2 separate regions of the Mus musculus genome follow, and region 2 is linked to region 1. A link is a contact called in public promoter capture Hi-C data. All regions are on one chromosome and are shown on one strand. The core of a region is the stretch at or near the end of the contact, and the rest is flanking DNA. Distances in the headings are between cores, read along the strand shown.

The links. Capture Hi-C pulls out chosen DNA fragments and counts their contacts.
Region 2: a promoter capture Hi-C map of adipose tissue shows a contact between it and region 1, with 2.9 times the contacts expected there. The contact joins the promoter of Med7 here to the promoter of Slu7 in region 1. A contact is called at or near these places in 1 of 39 promoter capture datasets (liver), 1 of 484 Hi-C or Micro-C datasets (muscle stem cells), 1 of 115 datasets of contacts at active chromatin or transcription factors (astrocytes) and 1 of 9 other capture datasets (adipose tissue).

The regions. Positions count from the first base shown.
Region 1 is chr11:43,431,659-43,436,462 of GRCm38.p6, forward strand. Slu7 (SLU7 splicing factor homolog (S. cerevisiae)) reads left to right here and starts at 2,073. Exons shown (of 16, transcript NM_198936.1): 1 at 2,073-2,161.
Region 2 is chr11:46,434,675-46,439,273 of GRCm38.p6, forward strand. It overlaps Med7 (mediator complex subunit 7), which reads left to right and starts at 2,287. Exons shown (of 3, transcript NM_025426.3): 1 at 2,287-2,517.

The DNA of each region.
Region 1 (4,804 bases), core at 823-3,322:
GATGGGGAAACAGCCAATACTGGGTTTAAACACTCGCAGTAGAGTAGAATCAAAAATTAGGAAGAGCAGTAATCTGGGTAGATGCAAGAGCAGTTTGATGTGTGTAACTCCTTTACAGTTGGGGTGAGAGCTATTCCCTACACAGACATCACATCAGACTGGGGTCTGTCTTCCTACACTTCCTTAAATCTGTTTGTGCGCAAAGGGATGTTCCTAGTAAATATGTAACTCAAGCTTCCTTTAAATTCATTCAACAAATATTTACTGAGTGTTATGCTAATCATCAAAAGAAAGAGCCTAACTCTGGGAGTTGAAGAATAAAAACAACACACGGGGCCCCGCACGCATGGACACAAGCACACACACAGCACTTACACTTTTACTGTCCCTTCTATTCCCTGTTCCTTTTATCCCCTCAACCTGTTATTTTCTCTTTGCATCTACTTCTGAATTAAACCACCAGCACACAAAAGTCTTGCTTTCAAAAATAAATCTATATACATTCCCACAGCTTCCACGTGAACATTGTCTAATTCCTTGAGAGGTTTTCTTCCCCTCTCACCAACAGGAAACATTGCTTTTCCCCAGTCCACTGCAAGTGTAAATAATATCACCATCCTGTCTTTAAAAGGACATGTTTTTCTGAGTGATGGTGTTCCCAGGCCAGCTTTGTGATCCCCACTTGTTACTGGGAAATAATGTACCTGGTTGGTAAACTTATAATAGAGTCCTCAGCTAATACAAGTCTCTCCTAATTTAGCTTTACAGAAAGCGTTCATCCAAAGATAATCCCTGCCTTCTTGGTCCCTCTCTCAAGCCTTGCGCTCTGAGTCCGCAGGACTCTGCTCTGCCTTTAGCTGCCTTGAAAAATCAAAATTATTTTTACATTCTTAACCCACTTCAAGTTCCTTTTTTAAAAAGTCTACTACTTTGGGCTGTTTGACTGAGGTGGTGGGGACGTTAGCTATAGTCCTGTATATCTGAAGAGCACTTCACGTAGGGGAAGTATAAATAACCACAAGACAGCATAAAGAAAAATGGCCAAGCAATGGCTCAGTAGTCAATACAGGTCATTCTTGCAGAAGCCCCCGGTTTGGTACTCATTCTGGTTCACAGACATATATCTGCATTTCCAGTCACAGATGATCTAACGCCAATGATGTGCAAACTCACACACAAAAAACATAAGGCTTTTTTTTTTTTTTTCCTGAGACAGGGTTTCTCTGTGTAGCCCTGGCTGTCCTGGAACTCACTCTGTAGACCAGGCTGGCCTCGAACTCAGAAATCTGCCTGCCTCTGCCTCCCAAGTGCTAGGATTAAAGGCATGTGACACCACTGCCTGGCATAAGGCTTTTTTTTTTTTTTTTTTTAAGAAAAATAAATTCACCAAAGTCGCCTATTTTCCAGGAGTTTGTTTTTTATGGGGATGTTTGTTTGTTTGTTTGTTTGAAAAAGGGTCTTCCTATGTCACTGGCCAGGACCTCAAAGATATGCCTATCTCTGCTAGGATTAAAGGTGTGTGCCATTACGCCGACCTTTGCAGCATTTTCAATAATCATTTTTGCTAAGATTCTGTGCTGTAGGCTGGCAAGATGGCTCAACAGGTAAGAGCACTCACTGACTGTTCTTCTGAAGGTCCTGAGTTCAAAACCCAGCAACCACATGGTGGCTCACAACCATCTGTAGTGGAATCTGATGCCCTCTTCTGGTGTGTCTGAAGAGAGCTACAGTGTACTTATATATCTTTGGGTGGGAGCAAGCAGAGACTGACTGGGCGAGCGGGGTTGACCGGAGCGAGCAGGGGTCCTAAAAAAATTCAATTCCCGACAACCACATGAAGGCTCACAACCATCTGTACAGCTATAGATTATCCATATACATAAATAAATCTTTAAAAAAAAAAAAAAAAAAAAAAAAAAAAAAGATTCTGTGCTGTTCCAGAAAGAAAGCTGCACTGCCATCACTTCGCCTTTCTGGGTCAAAAAAAAAAAAAAAAAAAAAAAAAAAAAAAAAAAAGAGCCAAGCGCTTGCAAATGCGCATGTGCCGATCTCCCGGAAGTTATCTCTGCGCAGCCGGAAGAAGGCAGGGAACCCGGAAGTAAACATTGCCGAGTCGCTTCGTTTCTGGCGGATGGTTTTGAGTGGTCTGCGGCGCGACTGGGTAAGTTGGGGTTCTGAGATTGAGCAGACGAACTGGGGACCTCGGGGAGCGGGTATCCCCTGCAGTGAGTCCTCGCGGTGATGAGCCGTCGTGGAACGGCGGACCCGGGTGGAGACTGTGGCCCAGGACGCAGGCGCCGCCCTCGCGTTCAGCCGGACCGAGGCTGACTCCTCAAGGAAAAGCCCTGGTCACTGTAAGCCGGACATCCTGAGCAGCCCGTACCGAAGCTGAGCCCTCTGTCCCCAAAAGAGTTCCTTTGAGGTTCAGTTTTTTCCGTTAGGTGGAGATGATCTTATTTTGTGAGGGTCAAATTAGAATGTCCGTATTGCATCAGTGAGTGGGAGCTGTTAAAGTTCTAACTCGGAGAGAGCCGGACCCTCTGCAGAGCAGTGGAACCTAATGACAAAACACTTCAGTCCCTCTTAATCTTGAATGTGACAGGCCTGCACTCCAGTGTCTGTGGTTTGTAACAGGGGTTGAAAGACCAACTAAAGTCAGGCTTGGGTTTGCGATCTGTCGTCTCTCACTAATGTCTTGTTATCTGAAGGTGTTAACCCCCCCCCCCCCGCCCCAAACTTGTTTCCTCACCATAAAATAGGGTGGTTGTAAAGATTTGGTGACGGTCTGCATGGTAAATTAAAGAAATGGTAACTGTTAAAATGAAGATGATTAAATCTGTGCTTCTAGTATATACTACCACGGATTTCTAACACTTCTGTTTTTATTTTTAAGTCTATTTTATTTTAATTATGTGTATAAGTAGGTAGGTGGGTTTGCCCTTGTAAGAACGTGTGTAGTCTTCTTGGAATCCCTGTAGCTGGAGTTAGGGACAGTTGTGAGCCACCTGACATAGATGCTGAGAACTGAGTTAGGGTTGTCTACAGGAGCAGTAGGTGAACCGTCTCACCTGCCCCATACACAGACCTCTATGGTGGCATATGCCTATAAAGCCAGAACTCGGGAGATGGAGGCAGACACAATTTCACAGGAAAGTCATGGAGTTTAAGGAATGCTGTGGATAAATACTTAGTGTTCTGGGTGTGGATGTCATGTACACAGTTGGTTGTGTAGATTTGAAGATCAAATGAAAAGTCTAGGGCAGAGAGATAGTATGGAACCCCAGTAGTGGGATACTGTTCCTCCTGAATCTTGGCAACTGGTATTGTTTAGAGTGGTGAGTGAGGCTCTTGCTGCTCTGTAAGGAATCAGCCTCTAAATAAACGTGTGCAAATAGATGAGCCTGCAGAGAAGTCGAGAACAGGAGAGGTGTTCACGGAAAACCAGTAACATGTTATAGAAGCCAAAGAATGAGAATCTCTGACAAAAGAAGGCATGGAATGGTCGGGAATGGAAATGAAGTCAGTGACCAGAGCAGAGGAGTGCAAAGCAGAGGTATAAAAATAGGCACACTATGAATATGGGTGATTTTGTGGTGTGTGTTTGTGTGTGTGTGTGAGAGAGAGAGAGAGGCAGAGACAGAGAGAACTAGATATGCTAGGCATCCCTGAATGTAGACAGACCCATCTCTATTTTTTTCTAACAAGGTCTCATGTCTTGAACTCTCTATATATCCAAGGGTGACCTTGGTCTTCTGATCCTATATTCACATCGAGATTGCTGGATATCAAGTATGCACCACCAGGCCTAGTTTTTGTTGCACTGGCAATCAAACTTCTGCTAGGCAAACGCTCTATCAACTGAGGCTTCATCCCCAGCCCTGAACTTTGGTAATTGTTAAGGCATTGGGCCTTCAAGGGGAACAGTGATGTGCTCTGGTTTTTTTAGGTTTTTGGGGTTTTTTTGTTTGTTTGTTTGTTTGTTTTCCTATGGAAGATAAGTTTGAGACATGCAGGAGGGCTAATTTAGGAACATCTGTATGAAAGTCTTTGAATTTTTTTTAAAGATTTATTTATTGTTATTTGTAAGTACACTGTAGCTGTCTTCAGACACACCAAAAGAGGGCATCAGATCTCATTACACATGGTTGTAATGCTGGGATTTGAACTCAGGACCTTTGGAAGAATAGCCAGTGTTCTTAACCACTGAGCCGTCTCTCCAGCTCCTTAAAATTTTATATACATGGCTTTCTCTGCTTACAAATTGGAGTGTTGAGAGAATTGGCGCTAAGAATACGTAAAGACTTTTTTTCATTTTGAGACAAGGTCTCACTATATAGCCATGGCTAGCTGTGGATTCAATATGTAGACCAACCTAGTTCCAGACTAGCCTCCAACTCCAGAATATCCACATCCCTCTGCTCTCCAGGTGCTAGGATTAGGTTGTATATTACAGTGCCCAGTTTGTAAAGCCTTTTGAGTAAGGGAAACCGTTAGAACCAGTGAGATGGCTCAGCGGGTAAAGGCACTTGCTGCTGACCTGATGACCTGAGTTTGATCCCTGGGACCCACGTGGTGACTGGGGGAGAACCAACTCCTACAAGTTGATCTCTGACCTCTGTAGTGATAATTTTGGAGTTCTGGTTTCTTTTAAAAACATAGAAATATTATAAGAATATGTTATCATTTTAATCCCAGGTGGGGCTGCTTCGGACTGTTGCAGTAGCTGACTGTGATTTGCTTCATGCCCTAGCAGAGGCTTTGCCAGCAACTGCAGGTAGTTGCTGTGTTCATGTGACATTTGGAA
Region 2 (4,599 bases), core at 1,037-3,536, 3.0 Mb after region 1:
GGGAGGCTTTGCAGAAATTGAGGTAAGAATGAATGACAACAGAGTAGTGGGTGTGGTAGCAAATTTCTTATATCTGAAACGCTGTAAAATAAATCCAATGCAAGAGGTTGGTATAGTGGATTCAGTGGAGTACTGGAAGAAGGGGACACCTTTTGCAAACAGATGTAATGCATTTGGATAAAGCTGAAGTTCAGAGTAGAGTCTGAAGTACAGAGGTGAGGGGGTTCCAGGATCTGAATGAATGGTATTACCTGTGTCATATGGATGGCTTCTGACTGAGAAGTAGCTTCATAGCTCTAAGTCCTGGGGTGATCTATACCAAATATGCCAAGTACTGAGCCAGATTGGGTACAATGAGAACTGCAAGTCTCTGGTGCAGAACACAGTGGAGTCAGGGGAACACTTGATTCAGGCATGTTAAAAATGGATGGAGTTGTTTAAAAAGAACATTGATGGGGGAAACAATGCAAAGATTACAAACCAATTAAAAGACATTGGTAGTTAGAAAGGGGCAGCTCTTAATTGGAACCAGAGACCATCTGAATCCAAATATTGATATGGAAGTTGATTTTAAAAGCTACCCCTCCAAATTCTCACAGCCTAAGCTGACTTTAAACTATGTAGCCGGAATGACCTTGAGTTTCTGAATTTCAGATCCTTCTGTTTTTACCCTCCATGCACTGAGGTTACATTTGGGTCTTTAACATTCAGATCTTGCAAGTACAGTCAATAATAGACAAAACAAAGTATTCATTAAACTGTATTTTTAACCAGTCCCTAACATGACATGGCTATCCCTTATGTAGTACTGGGGTTGTCTTATATGTATTATTCTAGGCAAGCTCTCCACCCATGAACTTATCTTTGGGTGATGGCTAATCTTTAGAAGCAGAAAGACTGAGTGGCATTTTCTTGTGGCTGCCCAGATAAAAGGACATGAAGAAAGGAAACTGCTCTTTGGTTGCTTGCTCTAACACTCACTGGCAACTTCATCTGTACCACTGCTGTGCCATTCCTTTGCCAGTATTAGAACCAAACTTCTTTGGGATTCCAACATGGACTGAAGACCTGTGGCTCTCCAGGAATCTTCCAGGTCTCCAATGCCAGGTGGGGGTCTGTTGAGACATCCAGCCTCTTAGACTGAGCAACTACAGGATTCTCAGCCTTTCAGGGCTGAGACAGCCATTGCTGGACTACTTGAACTGCATCTTGTAAGTCACTCGGATAAGTCATATATACATATATATCCATGTGCATACACACATTCATTCTATCAGTGTAATAACCCCTAGTACACTTTCAGTAAGATAATAAATCTGTGGGTATAGGAAAAAACGAAGAGCCCTTACCTTTTAGAGGTTCATACCAGACTAGAGACAAAATGATGGGGCTCATATAACTATGGAAGTTGGTAGTGAGTAGACTCTTCTTTTGTTTTTATGCCTGCAATGCTCCACATATTTAAAGGAAGAAACTGAGACATTCTTGTTTGTGAAGCAGAGCTGTTTATCTTACTTTTAGTTTGCAACACTGCATCTTACGACTCCCATATCATCTGTTAACAACTCTTCTCTCTCTCCTCCCTCCCCCTCCTCCTCTCCCTCAGGGAAAGGCCAAAATGGAAATATTTCTTGCTAGTCCTGATGGCTCATTTCTATACCTCTGGCTTTCCAGAGGCTGGGAAGAGACATCTGAAGCCAGCCTGGGCTACACAGTGAAATTACCCACTCCCTCCATTTTAAAAAATTATATTAAGTTTTTTTCACTTGTCAATTTGTGGAAGGATTGTTATAGACATCTTTGAATTCCTAAATGAAAATAAAAGTGAATGGAAGGGGGAAAATGAAGGTTTAGGATGTTATTCTTAATCATGTTCACAAATATCTCCATATATATGAATATATCATAGAGTACAATCTTGCTTTTAAAAAACATTTTTGATGATTACATTAGTATAATTTTTAAATATATTGCTTATCTGTATTTTCTGACTTTTACATAAGGCAAGTATTTAATTTTAAAAGTCTCGTATAAAAGTGGGGGCTGCAAGGAATGGAATTACTAGAGAGTACTTTCTTCTACTAACAAAAAGTACGAAGAAGTATTCTCCTGACCTGACCAAGAAACCAGACAGCGGATCTTTCCCGAGAGAAGCAGGAGATGCGAAAGTGCGCATGTGCAACATCTTTAGGGCGGGAGTAGGACCTGCTATAGGACAGCCTTGGTAGCCAATGAGAGGCCCGCGTCAGAGGCTTCTTCCTGAGAAGGCAACCGGAACTTGTGCTTCCGCTGCGCTGAGGAAAAGTCACTACCGGAAAAGCAAGAAAGAGCTGAGGTGAGCGGGCGGCGGCGGTTGGCGACCGCAGCCTAAGTCTGTCTCTCCGCCCCCGCGGTTGCGTCTCTCCCGGCGTGGAGCGCCGAAGTCCGGCGCGGGACAGCCTGGGACGCCCGGGCTAGCCTTCCTCCCGGTTCCTCCGCGAAGCCTCCCCGGGGCCTGAGGCAGGCGGCCGGCCGAAGGTACACCGAGTACCGCTCTCTCCGGACGACAAGCCAGACGGGAGGTTGGGAGGTCCGAGTTCTCGTCCCCACGCCACGGGCTTTTATAATGTCGTGGTCTTAGCCTGCCCTGTCGCCATTGGTAAAGTGACAGTAGCCGCCTGGGAGCGCGGGGGCTGGGGGAGGGGAGCGAGAGCCTGGGTCGGAGCCGGATTCATCCTGTACCAGACTTTCCGCGGGGACCCAGTCACGGGGACAAAGTGAGCCAAGTGTCTGAGCTTGCGGACCCCCCCCCTCCCAAAAAAAAAAGCACCCACGAGACACTGGATCTTGTTAGTGTTAGCGAGTCACGACCTCCAGCGGCTTTGAAAAGTTCAGTTTGAACCGGTAATGGGCGGTTTCTGTAAGGTGGCCCGCTCTAACGCGGGATGCCCAAGTTACGGGGGTTTGCACTTGCGCCCGAAAAAACTAATGCGGATTCCCGTTGTACAATTCACCCCCTTCTGCACGTTGGGAATTGGCTTCTTGTCTCTATAGTCAAATTGGGAGTAGTCGTACCGTCCTGATGATTGGAGTGAGGATGCGGATCTGTCACTTACTAAAAACCTTCGGGAAACTGCGGGTTTAGTGTGGGTGTGGCTAAGGGAAGCGCAGATCCCCAACTTCAAAAGCCTTCGGGGGATGAAATTTAGGCCAGGTGTTGACTTGAAGTGGCTACAAGTAGACTTTCGTGTTCTAGGTATATACACCCTGAATTAGCTCTAACAGTTAGACAATCTGAAGAATTTGGAGTTGCTTCCCTCAGATTTAAGGTATTGGCAGTGTACATCAGTGTGAGAAAGCACTCAAGAATCTTCTCATTGTATAATGTACTTAAATTGGAAAAAGCAAAGGTTATTTTGACCATATATGTTGGGATTTAGGTTTTAAATTTATGTAGAAAAGATGTAAAAATTGCTAATGTGTTAAGAAAACTGTACTATACTAACTCTACTATACTGTAAGATGTGGCTTCCTTCAGAAACCTTGGAAAATATTTGAAATATGAAATTTAACAACGGTGTTTTGTTATAGTTGTTTGTTTGTTTGTTTTTTTGAGACAGAATTTCTCTGCGTAGCCTTGGCTGTCCTGGAACTCACTCTGTAGACCAGGCTGGCCTCGAACTCAGAAATTCACCTGCCTCTGCCTCCCAAGTGCTGGGATTAAAGGCGTGCGCCACCACTGCCCAGCAACAATGGTGATTTTTGTCAAGATGTAAAGAGAGTTTTAAGTGTTTGGGTTTGGAGACCACTGTACAGTAAAAAGGAAAGTGAACGACATGAGATTAATAGATACCATATGTAGTTTGATTATGGGAAAGAATAATAAATAAGGCATATGACATTTGCATATAAATGTTCTTTTCCAGAGTAGGTTCCAACATATGCCTACCAAAAGGAGTCAGACATGAAAAAATAGTATATCATGTACCATATAAAAGCACCCTAAATACAGACCCTTTTTCCTTAGTTCTCAGAATATGTTTGTTCTTTGAGAATTTTATACACACACACACAAACACACATGTGTTTTGATCATACCCGCTTCCACACTCCTCTAATACCTCACAGACCACTACCATATCTTACTCCCACTTTTATATATTTTAAAAATATTTACTTAGTTTTTAAAGATGGATCTTTAGCACCGGCTGGCCCAGCCTCACTGTGTAGTCCAAACTGGCCTTGAACTTAGAGCTATCGAGCTTCTCAGTCACAGGGACTACAGCATGACCCATCATGACTACAGCGGGAACCATCATGCCCAGTTTAGGTCTTTTTAAAAAAATGTTTAAAAATAACAGTAAATAAAGTCCTCTGCCAAACCTGTGGTGGACTCTGCTGCTTGTTTTTCCACTTTGTATGCTTTACATTTGTCAGATTACCTAGAATATGTGAGTCCTTAGTGCTAGCATCCTTTTCTAAACAAGCAGAGCAGATCTTACTTCACCATCACGTGAAGTCTGGCAGGCAGCAAGAGTGCTCTTTAACAGGTGAGAAAGACTTGAAGAGATCAAAAAAATAGTAGGGTTTCTAAGTGATACTGTTTTGTGTTCTCAGAAT